Linked DNA regions of Mus musculus: all the other regions are linked to region 1. A link is a contact called in public promoter capture Hi-C data. All regions are on one chromosome and are shown on one strand. The core of a region is the stretch at or near the end of the contact, and the rest is flanking DNA. Distances in the headings are between cores, read along the strand shown. Region 1 overlaps St3gal1 (ST3 beta-galactoside alpha-2,3-sialyltransferase 1). Region 2 overlaps 1700012I11Rik (RIKEN cDNA 1700012I11 gene). Region 3 overlaps Ndrg1 (N-myc downstream regulated gene 1).

Region 1 (3,892 bases), core at 490-2,989:
AGGGCAGTGTTAATAATTACCGCAAACTCACACAAAAGAGATGACACAAAATTATGCTTCAGAACTTTATTAGGAGAGCCTGTGACCCTGGGCAGCCATGGAGGAGCCTTGAAATAGGAGAGAAAAAGACAGCAGCCATATATAACAAGGTGGAGGTCCTGGAGGAAATAGCCTTGAATTCCTAAGAATGAGGTAGGGCTTATACTCTTAAATTAAGAGAGCCTGCAGCAGGGTATGGCCTGATTCTAGAAGAGAAGGAGCGAGGGAGAAGGATAGTGGAGGGTCTGTGTTCTAATGAGAGGTGAACATGTGTTCTAAGGCTATTCCTAGAATCACATGCTAAACACTGTGTCAGATAGCGATGATGACTGATGTATGAGGGTTGAAGACGGGCACAAGGGGCTGGACCTAAATTGACATTGCTTCCACACATTCTCTGGGGCCCACTGGGTCGGAAGTTCATATTGCACTTGGATGGGGTGAGAGCTTCCAGGAAAGGAAGTTGATATCTTTAGGCACACAGAGGCACAGAAGTGACAGTAGGTTGGAAGGCACATGTGGGACGCCCCCTACTCCTTGCACGATCTTTTTTTTTTTCAGGAATTTGGAGATCTGCCAAGCTTTATCAAGCTGCCTTCTGCTCACATAGGGGAAGCAAATTTCCCCCACCCTCAGCTCCCCCATGTTGCCTTCAGACGAACGAACGAACGTCAAGTGTCACCACTCTCAAGAGTGGGTTGCTAGAAGTTTACAAAGCACACAAAGTTCTGAGTCACTTCCAAACTCTTCCTTTGCCTGGGAAAGAGCTGTCACACTTGGCGTCTCTAAAACAATCCACAGGACCCAAGGGACCTTGGGTATCTGAATCCCAGCCAAAGAAATAAACACCTGAAACCTGCCTGCCCAGTGAAGTGACCCCAAGGGTCATCGGATTCATTTACAACCCAAAGAAAGCCCAGCACTGGGTCCTGATCAACAGGACCTGTTTACTCCTTTGCTTCTCAAGTTTCCTGTCATATAGTAGTTGCTTCACCTTAGAAATCCCTTCCCTTTTGACCCACCACCACAGGAAGCTGGCCCTGTCCCCCAAAACAGAGCCATCCCTGTTCTGTAGCTCCGAGTGAAAGTCAGCCCTCCCACCACCCCAGAAAGCTGGTTCGCCTCCCCCAACATGGGGCCGGTATCTATGCTGTGGATCAGAATAAAGGCTAGCCCCAGCAGAAGCTCTGCAGCTCCTTCTGCCTGGCCCTGCTCCTCTGGAAACACTTTTTAGGTAGTTCACATGCTCTGAACTCCTGTCTCAAGTTCTTGGGAGGAACCAAGACACAGTGAGAGGCTGGTCTGAGCTGTGAGCATCAGAAAAAAAAAGCCCTCTGAAGCGATGCCCTTCCAAGTTCAGAGACTTTGTTGAGAGCAGGATCCTCAGCACAAACCTGGTCCAGTCCTCTGGCTTCATATGCTGCGTCAGAAGCCTGCAGTCACTTGGCAAAAAATTACCAGGTCTCCAGTACAGGCCTGGCCCCATTCCTGATTATGGTAATGGTACTGTAAATAAGATGAAGTCTTTTCTGCCCTGGTTGTTTGTTGAGTCTAATCACACAAACCAGTAAACAGAGAACAAGTTTGTAGAAAAGCTTTCAGTCTCCAAGGCAAGTAGAAGCTGGGCCCCCCTGCTGTGATGGGCAGCATGAAACTCTTGTCTCTTGTCCAGATGCTAGGGGTCTTTGCAGCATCTGCCAGCAGGCTGATCTGTTAGCTGGCATGACAGGCTCGCCCAGTGCTTCAAAGCTACGGGCTTCATGTAGCTAATTCTAATTAAAATTCAACCTCAGAATGAAAAACATAGCTCCTTGGCTGTACTAATCAATGAGCCAATTAGCACTACTAATTCAATAAGGTAATTTGATCAAAATTAAATAGAAAGAGAGTCCCTGGATGGCAGCAAACTTCGGGTGCTCATTAGCCTGGTGGCTGGTGGCTACTGCCACAGCCCATGCTGCTTGCTGTATGACTCACTGTCACAAGCAAAGTTCCAGCTCCGGTAAAAAGTGCGGAACAGAGAGGTCCTAGCGGAGTTCCTGCTTAGTGCCTTGGGTAAAATCCCTGCCCCATAGCTCCCTGGCTGTGTGGCTCTTTGTAGACGCTCAGCTCTCTCTGGGTTGTTTAAGAACAGAGCAGGACTGACACCTTGAGTTCTGAAAAATACCTTCTGTGTCACTGAGGGCATATGAGAGCAGGTATTAGGGAGGGGGCCCCAGAAGAGCATCTTGCTGAGCTCCAGAGGGCGACATGGAGGAAACACAGGGAGCAGAGAGCAGGAAGACTGAGGGACAAAGAACCACCAGGTGGAAGGGACCTGCAATGCATGGTGGGAGAGGGCAGCACGGTGAACAGAAGGAACATCCCTGTAGCTTGGTAAACTAGGCATCCCCTGCCAGGTCCAGGGACATTCACCCATGAAATCACTGAAGGACAAAGTCTTTTTACACACCTACTTTCATGTCCCTTCTATGGTTTTATTTGTCCTTGAGAACCTGAACAGCCTAGAGTCCCCAGGCCAAGCCTATCTTTTATGCTAGGTGTTGTTATTCCAAGATAGAGGAAGTCCCAGGGAGAAACTTTTGGGGCCCTCTTGTCTACCCTCTAAGGCAACAGTTCTCAATCAGTGAATTGCAAACCCTTTGGGGACTAAACGATCTTTTCAAAGGGGTGCCCAAGACCATTGGAAAACATGGATATTTATATTACGATTCATAACAGTAGCAACATTACAATTATGAAGTAGTAATGAAAATAACTTTATGGTTGGGGAGGTTACCACAATGTGAGGAACCATAATTAAAGGGGTCTCGGCATTAGGAAGGTTGAGAACCATTGCTCTAAGGACTTCTCTGAGTCCCAGGTGAGGATCCACGATGGATGGACTTGAGCCAGGAAGCAGCTCATCATTGCCTTCATCTCCTATCAGCAAAGGGCTGGCCACACAGGTGAGTGTACCTGCAGGACCTGAGAAGGATGGAGCTGAGCTGTGAAGAGACTCACTGTTCTCAGAAGAAGGCTCTGCAAACTCGCTGAGCACCTGGCACAGGTAGAGTGTTTAAGAGTCTCATGGTGGTCTCTTTTATTAGGCACTTTGAGGCTGCTTTTGCTAAAATGTTCTTCACTTGGGCCCACATGCAGGGGAGAGCCAGGCCCATTTACCTGCATTTTGCAATCCATGACCTCTGATGCTCAGCATGTTAATTACTCAAGGAACATCCATCTATAAACCAGTGACTTCTAAGCTCTCTATTTCATCCCCCTTTAAGAACATAGGTATTTGGGTCAGGACTTGTGATGGTTTGAAAGACTATGGTCCCAATAAGCTCACAGGGATTGGCATAATGAGGGGGTGTGGCCTTGTTGGAAGGAAGTATGTCAAGTCAGTGGTGGCAAGCCCTGAGGTCTCAGATGCTCAAGCCAGGCCAGTGTCTCAAGGTCTCTTCCTGTTGCCTATTGATCAAGATGTAGAACTCTCAGCTACCTCTCCAGCACCATGCCTATCAAGCATGCTGCCATGCCTCCAGCCATGATGATAATGGACTAAACCTGCAAACTGTAAGCCAGCCCCAATTAAATGTTGTCCTTTATAAGAGTTGCTATGGTCATGGTGTCTGCTCACAGCAATAACACCCTAAATCAGGACTGTAGCTCCTTTAGTACAGTGATTATCTAACGTTCTGGAAGCCTTGGGTTGGGTCTTTATCATCCCTAAAACAGGGCATGGTGGTCCACACTTATAACCTCTGCATAAATGGTAGTAGGAACATCTGAAGTTCAAGGACATCCTAGCCTACAAAGCCAAGTTCAATGACATCCTGGAAATAACTGAGATTTATTATTCTCAATAGAA
Region 2 (3,892 bases), core at 700-3,199, 210 kb after region 1:
ACTTTGTAGACCAGGCTGGCCTCAAACTCAGAAATCTGCCTGCCTCTGCCTCCCAAGTGCTGGGATTAAAGGCATGCACCACCACTGCCCGGCTCTATATTACCTATTTTTTGCAATGCAACTTCTTGGATCTCTCTCTCAATCTGTCTCTCTCTGTCTCTCTCTGTCTCTCTCTGTCTCTCTGTCTCTCTCTGTCTCTCTTTCCCTCTCCCTCTCCCTCCCTCTCTTCTTTTCTTCCTTGCTCTTTCCCCCTCTTTGCTTTCATGTTCCAGTTTCATCTAGAGTCTATGCTGAGTATATTCCTATCTGTCCTACTCAGATTCTTCCAGATGCCTATGTATGTACTCTCCCTCATATCTGCAATCAAAACCTTCCACTCAACCATACTTTGGGGAGGCTGTGCTCTCAATTTACACACTGTCACTAAGTGAATACTTGTTTTGCCCCAACATTTATGTTCAAATCAAATCCTCAGTGAGACAGAAGTTGGAGGCTTGAAGATTTACTAGGTCATGAGGATGGAGTCCTCATGAAGAGAATCCATACCCTTACAACAGACTTTAAAAAGATGCCCATCAGGGCTGGTGAGATGGCTCAGTGGGTAAGAGCACCCGACTGCTCTTCCGAAGGTCCGGAGTTCAAATCCCAGCAACCACAAGGTGGCTCACAACCATCTGTAACAAGATCTGACTCCCTCTTCTGGAGTGTCTGAAGACAGCTACAGTGTACTTACATATAATAAATAAATAAATCTTTAAAAAAAAAAAAAAAAAGATGCCCATCCTTTCTGCCACGTGCTAACACAGCAAGAGAGACTCCACTAATAAACCAGGAGGGTAGACCTTTATGAGATACCCAATTGCTTAATGGTAGGTTTCCTAGGCTCTAGATCCATGAGAAACCAATTACTGTTTTTATTTTCCTTTAAATAAGTTAGCTATCTATGGTTTCTGTGTTATAGTAGCCTGAACAAATTAAGACAGTCACTATTTCCTGATTCAGTTAATAAGTGGGATTTTGGCCAGTTCCATTCTGTGCCTAACTTAACCTTTCTCACCTGCCTACACTTAATTGCCTTTCCCATTTCCCACCTCCACTTAGTGTTTTGTGTTTGAATTACTTGTTTACAGCTGCCTCCCCAGCTCTTGGGATCTGAGAGATGTTTGGAAAACAGAGAAATCTTACCAGCCTGGGCTCTCTGCTATTGAATTTCATCAAGCAGCTTTCTGAATATATGCAAGGCTTGGGTCATAGATTATAGACTGATTCTCACACCCCACCTCCACCTCCTCATCCCTTTTCCTTCTCTTACAGAGGTTGGATAGCCAAATATCTAATTTCCCAGATTTCCTTGTAGTCAATACTAGGTGAGCACTCATTGTTGGATTTCAGGAGCTAGCCTAAAATGCTTCTGTGAATGGAAGAGAAAAGTCTCAAGAAAACCACGTGTCTTTTTGTTCTGCCTCTTCTGCTGTTTGTAATGTTGATATTCTGCACACAGTGTGTACACAGAAGCCACCTTGTTGCCACCAGGTCCTAAGTAGAACAAGGAAAGCCCATATAGTGGGATGTCATTGCTTGGAAGTCTGGGGCCCTCCTGGCATCCTAGAGCTTTTACTCTGGTCTTCTGCTACTCACCACTGGGATACTGATATTGGGACATAGATAAATTCTGCTTGTTTTCACCACTCTGGTCAGGTTTCTGCTGTGTGTGGTGGGTCCCATATGTAAATGGGACTCTGTGAAAGGATGAGGGACCTTGTGATAAAGGATGTCAGGAGGGCATCAGCCTGAATTTGGACCAAGTCAAAAACTAATATTCATAGTGTCTAAGGATTTGTAGAAACTCAGAGAAGGAGATGGCTTGCTAAAGCAAGCACAATTGAACACTGGCAACATCGACCCACATTCCTCACAGTGCCCCAGTTCCTTTTACAAACATGTTGCAATGTACTGTGCATACAGAAAGTATTAATTTCCTTACTTAGTTAAATAATAATAGCAGAAATGAAGTAAGTGCTGGTGTGTGCGGCTATAATATGATCAAATATGTCCCAAGATAGTTTATACAAATGCAGCATCGGTTCCCTTTCTGCCCTGTGTAGTGTTAGGAGTACTTAGACATCACAGGCATTATTGATTCTTAGCTCAGCACAAATACAGATGGGATGTGTCACCCTCTAAGGAAATGTCATTTGAGAAAATAGATCAATACAGTTAAGTATTCACATTAAAGGAATCCACACTAATGTGCTGGAATAATTGTTCATTGCAAGCAAACGAATATAAAGAGGTTACATAGCTTGGTACAAGAGTACCAGGCTCTGAGATAGTCCTTCATTTGAGTCTCTTCTATAGAGACTCTTCATACACTAATTCTATAAAGAATAAAGACATAATGATGTTGATTTAACCTTGCTGCATAGTTGTTTTTTTTTTTTTTTGAACCACTTAAAAGGGAAAAGAGAAGACAAAATTCTCTGAACACTACTAGACCACCGATATTATACAAATATATAATATTAAGATAATAGTTATGGAAGTTTTCACATAAGATGAAAGAGGAAATGCTCTGAAGATCCAATGTATGTGGTCAGGAAATTTTCATGAACAGGGTGCTACTAGGTGAAGAACATTTGACTTGGGAAAATATCCTTCTTGGCAAGCAAAGTGCAGGATCTATCCATCTTCATCCCTGGGAACACTCCTTTGGGATTTTGCCTGAAAGAGATCATGACATTGTTCAGGAAGTGTCTTTATTCTAGGGGCAAATAAAGAATTCTCTCAAAAAGGGTATAGAAGGACATCAGGACATCATGTTATCACCAGGGAATGGTCTGGTGGCAGAGCTTTTTCAAATAGAATCCTCTCATCTCAGCCCTGAGAGGTGAGGCTATTGTTGACAATGGAATTGTGGCTGTCACCATCATGAGGACATAAACCACCGCTGTAAACTTGGTGGTGTCCAGGACATAGTACATACCCAACAGACATTTATAGAGCTACAGATTAGAGGCAACATTGATGACTGTGCTAAGAACTTGAACTAGAACTTGTGTTCTGTCCCTTTCCTGTAATTTGTAAGTTTTGTGTCCTTGGCCATGTGGCCTCCCTCTCAGGGTGCTGGTACTTTGGACTTGGCTCTGAGCCACAGGAAGAACCAAAAAAAAATGCAACAAATCTCCTCACCTCACATTCCAAGTTCAAATAGCTGTGATATCATAGTATGTTCTTTACTGTAATAGCAAGCATTGCTCTGAGGCATCCATCCTTGTAGTAGGAGCTGGAGTAGGGAAGAAGACCTTAAATTGAGCAAATCATTAGATGCTGAACATACACCCTCCCATCCTGCCTGCTAGCTTTCTAAAGGGGTGTCTACAGCCAGAGCTCCTCTGGGAAGGGAGCAAGGGCAGAGTTCTTTCAGTTGAGTCCCTAGGAAACTGAGCATGGATCCCTCCTGATGTATAAAAATCTGCATGGAGAAAGAAGATGGGATGCAGCCATACTGGGTATATTACAGATAGCAACTGAAAAATGGCAGTCCCCAGGCAACCTATCTGGCCTAAGTAGGCCCCGAAAATTCCTGACTCTCCCATGGCCACTCTATATTATTAAGGGAGGGCTGGACATGAGCATGAACCACCAAGGGACATTAGATAATTATTCTCCTGGCTCTCAGTTTTTTTTTGGGGGGGGGAATAGATGCCAGGAGATTCTAGAAGAAAGGATGAGTGCAGATTGAGTGAGACTCGTCTGCCACAGAGGCCATCAAAAGACCCAGAAAATACAAAGTTGGGACATTAATCTAATTTTTACTGACACTGGGTGCTGCATTTGTTAAAAACAATAGCCACCACCACCACCACCATCATCACCACCACCACAAAATGTC
Region 3 (3,892 bases), core at 1,018-3,517, 200 kb before region 1:
GAACAACAGCCAATGTTGTTAAACACAGAGCCTGCTACCCTAGCTTTTTTTTTTTTAATGTGAGCTATGGGGAATTGAATTCAGGTTATCACACTTGCAAGGGAAGTATTTTACCAACTGAGCCATCTTCCAAGTCAAGTGTCTTTGTTGCATGTTGTCAAGGGCCACATCACAGCATGGGCTCTCAGAGGTGAGATGACCTTGGTCCCCAGCCAGAGTCATCATATATGCTGGGGTGCCCAGGAGCTCCTCTCCCTGTCCTCCTCACTTTCTTGGAAGCAGTTACTTAGCAGACAACACTCACCCTCTACAGGCTCCCAACCATTACTGTGTGGCCTCCCATAAACAATCATCCGGGTGGGAAATAGATTCTTCAGATGGAGAGGTACCTTCAGACAAACTAACCCTGGGTAGCACCAGGTATGCAAACATGCAGCTGTGTCTGTCTCAAAAACAGTAAAATGGAGAGCAATACAGAGAGAGAGAGACACCCAATGCCAACCTCAGGCCATGAAACGTACACGCAAGTGCAACAATGCATACAACACACATATATACCAAACATACAAAGCAAACATCTCCCATGGAACGTGAGAACAGGAGTCACTTTTAACCTATATGCTTCCCTCTTCTTCCAGCTTGAAAAGTGTTCTCTCATCACTATGGTGACCTGCTACTAGGTGCCTGGTGTGTGGCAAGGCTGCCTGCACACTGAATTCCTTACTGCAGAAAAAGATGTGCCTGACTGCTTGCATAGAAATGATGTTAGTTGATATATTAGGCTACAGGGATGCCTAACTTATTTTCGCCTGATTCTTCTTCCTTCAATATCACTACCAGAAAGTTTAGAAACCTATATGACAGACAGTGCCATTTCTACTGGTCAGTGTCATTCTGTGGCAAAGAACTCCAAAAGTAAGGGGCACGCAGCAGGGGCTCTGGTGTCAAGGATAAAGTTCCACCCCTTCCTGCTCCACAATGCCACACCCACCCTCATAGGGAGAGGAAAAGACACAAGCCACTGCAAAGTTACAAATTTATTGGTCTGGAAATAAATACAAACATCTTATTAAGAAACTGCCCTGGAGAGACATATACAGTGATTTCTTGTCAGCATTCAATCACCCTGGCCTGGATTCCTGATCTTTCTACACAAGGTCAGTGGAACTCCTCCTCCACGGTAGGAGTTGGCAGGTAAACTGATCCCTTGTCTCTCATGCCGCCTATAGGGCATAACTACTTTTCCTCTAGCAACTCCAAGATCCTGGAAGTCGCCAGGCCTTGAGGGCTGACTCCCAACGATCAAGTGTCTCTGATCTGATCACATTTCCTATAGGAAAGGTTCAAGGTTAGCCACAGTAAGAATCAAAAGGCAGTAGTATGGAGCATGGGCATTAGGCTGGCATTGCTTAAGAGGCCAATGCTACAAACCCAGTCAGCAGGAGGGGCAGGAGAGGGAAGCAAGTTCCCGTGGAATGTACAGAACCCAAAACCAGTCCTTCCCCCACTAGAACATACGGTTCTCTCTGAAGAACCAGCGATGGGCCAGTTAAGAGACATTCAGCTATCAAGTTTCAAATCAATGCCAGACATCAATTATGGGAGACAAGGTGTGACTCAGTCACACAAGATTCCAGATCAATGAAATCACACCCACCAGGTTCTAGCACTTGGCCCTACCATGAGTCCTCAAAATCCCAGGGCCATTCTATCCCCACCCTTCCCATCCTAAAGACTCATCCCAGACAAGGACCCCTGTCACCTGCTGGGTTCTCCCTCTGCCTCAAAGAATGCAACAACAAATCAAAACCATCTTCCCGAGGGACAGAGGTGTCATCCACTCATTCACTGTGGAATGGGAGCGGGGTACAGTAGACTGCATAGCAAGAGTCTTAAATCACTGATGCCCCACATTTGCTGGATCACTTTCTCTATAAAGCCTGGGGTTTGTTACCAGTTTTTCTTGCACGTTAAAAGGTTGCCAGAAAAACAGGTTGTGGGTTTCAGTGTCCAGAACTTTAAAATCAATTCCTTCAAGTGAGCCTAGTAGACTTGTTGTGTTTTTCCTCTACCTGCCCTAGACCCTGCCTTTTTTTCTCTTCCTTTCTTGGTTTCTCTACTTAAAATAAGGCGCCCAACTTTCCTGCCTCTCTCTCTCCTTTCAAAACAGAAGTTTGTTTCCAGGAATGAGTTTAGTGGGGAGGAAACAGGAAGTAGGCAGGTTGGCAAAACGCCTATGAACCAGAATGCTGGATCAGCCTGGGCTTGGAGCCAGGCAGTGTTACAGCTATCTATTTCTTAGTTTTGGCAGTTTGGTGTCTGAGGGTAGAGAGAGGGTCCACCAGGCCACTTGTTAGCAGAACAGTACGCTGAACTGCTTCTTGCCTTTGGTCCACCACCACCCACCCTGGTCCCAGGAGGCAGTCAGAACAGCCTGGGTCTGCCACCGCCAGAGTTCATTCTTACAAAAGCAGCTTTAGATTAATACCGCATTAGCGTAGGGTGGCAGGCAAGGGTTGGGGGCTAAGGGAGAGGCCACCAGTCCAGGGTGACTGATGCACAGATTGCTTAGCAGGACACCTCCATGGACTTGGGCCCGGCATTGTTTCCGGTGGCACCCGAGTTGGGGGTGATGTTGAGACGGGCATCCTCACTGGTATGGGAGCGGCTACGGGACCCCTCACTGGTGTGCGAGCGGCTTCGGGGGCCCTCGCTGGTATGGGAGCGGCTACGGGTGCCCTCCAGGGATGTGACACTGGAGCCAGAGGCTGTGCGGGACCGCATCAGGCGAGTCATGCTGGCAGAAGGCACTGGGAACACAGAAGACAAATATGGTTAGGATACAGGAAGCCTCTACAGGTGTGGGACTCTACCCCTGGCTGCCAGCCATGACAGTTAATCGTAAGAGCCCAGCTGAACACCACTTCTCTATTGTCTTCATCCTGTGAGCCATCTACCTTCTGTGTCACTCACAAAGAGGACAGTAAAGTCCAATATGTGGGAAAGGCACATAACAATTACATGGCAAGAGTCCTGAGCCATGACCTGGGTCTGACCCCCAGTTTGTTATGTGCTTATTAGCTAGGTGACCACCAGATCATCACACTTGAAGCCTTCCCATTTTCATTTGCAAAATGAAGACTTCGTGTAACCTCCTCTTAAATGTACTGTCAGTAGGCAGTAGAATGTGGAAGCCAGCAAGGTTAGTTCCTGCACATCCCAAGAATAACCCCCAAGGTCTCACCACATGGTTCCTAAGGAAATGTTAGCCATCTGTCTGCCTTCCAAAAGCCTGCTAGCTCTCAAACCTTAGCATGACCAAAACTGCGCATACCACAGCAGATGACTGACAGAATGGGATACAAGACAATCCTCCTCCTATCTAGGGTGGCAGTGCTCCCCCCAAATTCATGCTCACCTGAAACTTCAGAATATGACCTTGTTTGGAATACTTAGAGATATTTAGTTAAGACAAGGTCCTTCTGGATTAGAATGATCCCTAATCTAAAGCCCAATATCATTAAAAAGAAAACAAGAGAGAGCCACCCCATATGGATGGAGAGATTGGTGTAATGCAGCCAGAAGCCACAGAAGGCCTATGATGTAGTCAGCAGAATCCAGAAGGCAAGAAAGGGCCTTGAAAAGTGAGCCCAGCCCTGTCCAAACCTTGACCTCAGATTTGCAGCCTCTGAAGTTGTAGGAAAAATGCATTCTTGACGCTTAAGAGCTTTATTTGTGGGGATCTCTTAGGTTACTCATTGGGGTGACTAATGCCACACCCCAATGAAGCACAGCCCTAGATCAGACACCCAAAATTGGATTAGTCCTTGCTCAGTGGAATTCACTCCTTAAAGAATTAGTGTTGTTCCTGGTTTGTCTGTCTGTCTGACTT

What was found. Capture Hi-C pulls out chosen DNA fragments and counts their contacts.
Region 2: a promoter capture Hi-C map of liver shows a contact between it and region 1. A contact is called at or near these places in 1 of 484 Hi-C or Micro-C datasets (bone marrow-derived macrophages) and 1 of 9 other capture datasets (liver).
Region 3: a contact with region 1 is called in a promoter capture Hi-C map of liver. A contact is called at or near these places in 1 of 39 promoter capture datasets (the C10 cell line), 1 of 484 Hi-C or Micro-C datasets (cerebral cortex), 3 of 130 datasets of targeted methods (the NIH/3T3 cell line, extraembryonic endoderm stem cells and large pre-B cells) and 3 of 9 other capture datasets (adipose tissue, liver and pancreatic islet).

What each region holds. Positions count from the first base shown.
Region 1 is chr15:67,132,747-67,136,638 of GRCm38.p6, forward strand. The region is part of intron 2 of St3gal1 (ST3 beta-galactoside alpha-2,3-sialyltransferase 1); the gene reads right to left. Among named protein-coding and RNA genes, the nearest start is that of Gm31400, 35 kb to the right of the region's middle.
Region 2 is chr15:67,340,327-67,344,218 of GRCm38.p6, forward strand. All of the region lies in intron 7 of 1700012I11Rik (RIKEN cDNA 1700012I11 gene), which reads left to right. Among named protein-coding and RNA genes, the nearest start is that of 1700012I11Rik, 120 kb to the left of the region's middle.
Region 3 is chr15:66,928,299-66,932,190 of GRCm38.p6, forward strand. It overlaps Ndrg1 (N-myc downstream regulated gene 1), which reads right to left. Exons shown (of 16, transcript NM_008681.2): 16 at 1,020-2,810. The coding sequence ends at 2,569. Among named protein-coding and RNA genes, the nearest start is that of Ccn4, 39 kb to the left of the region's middle.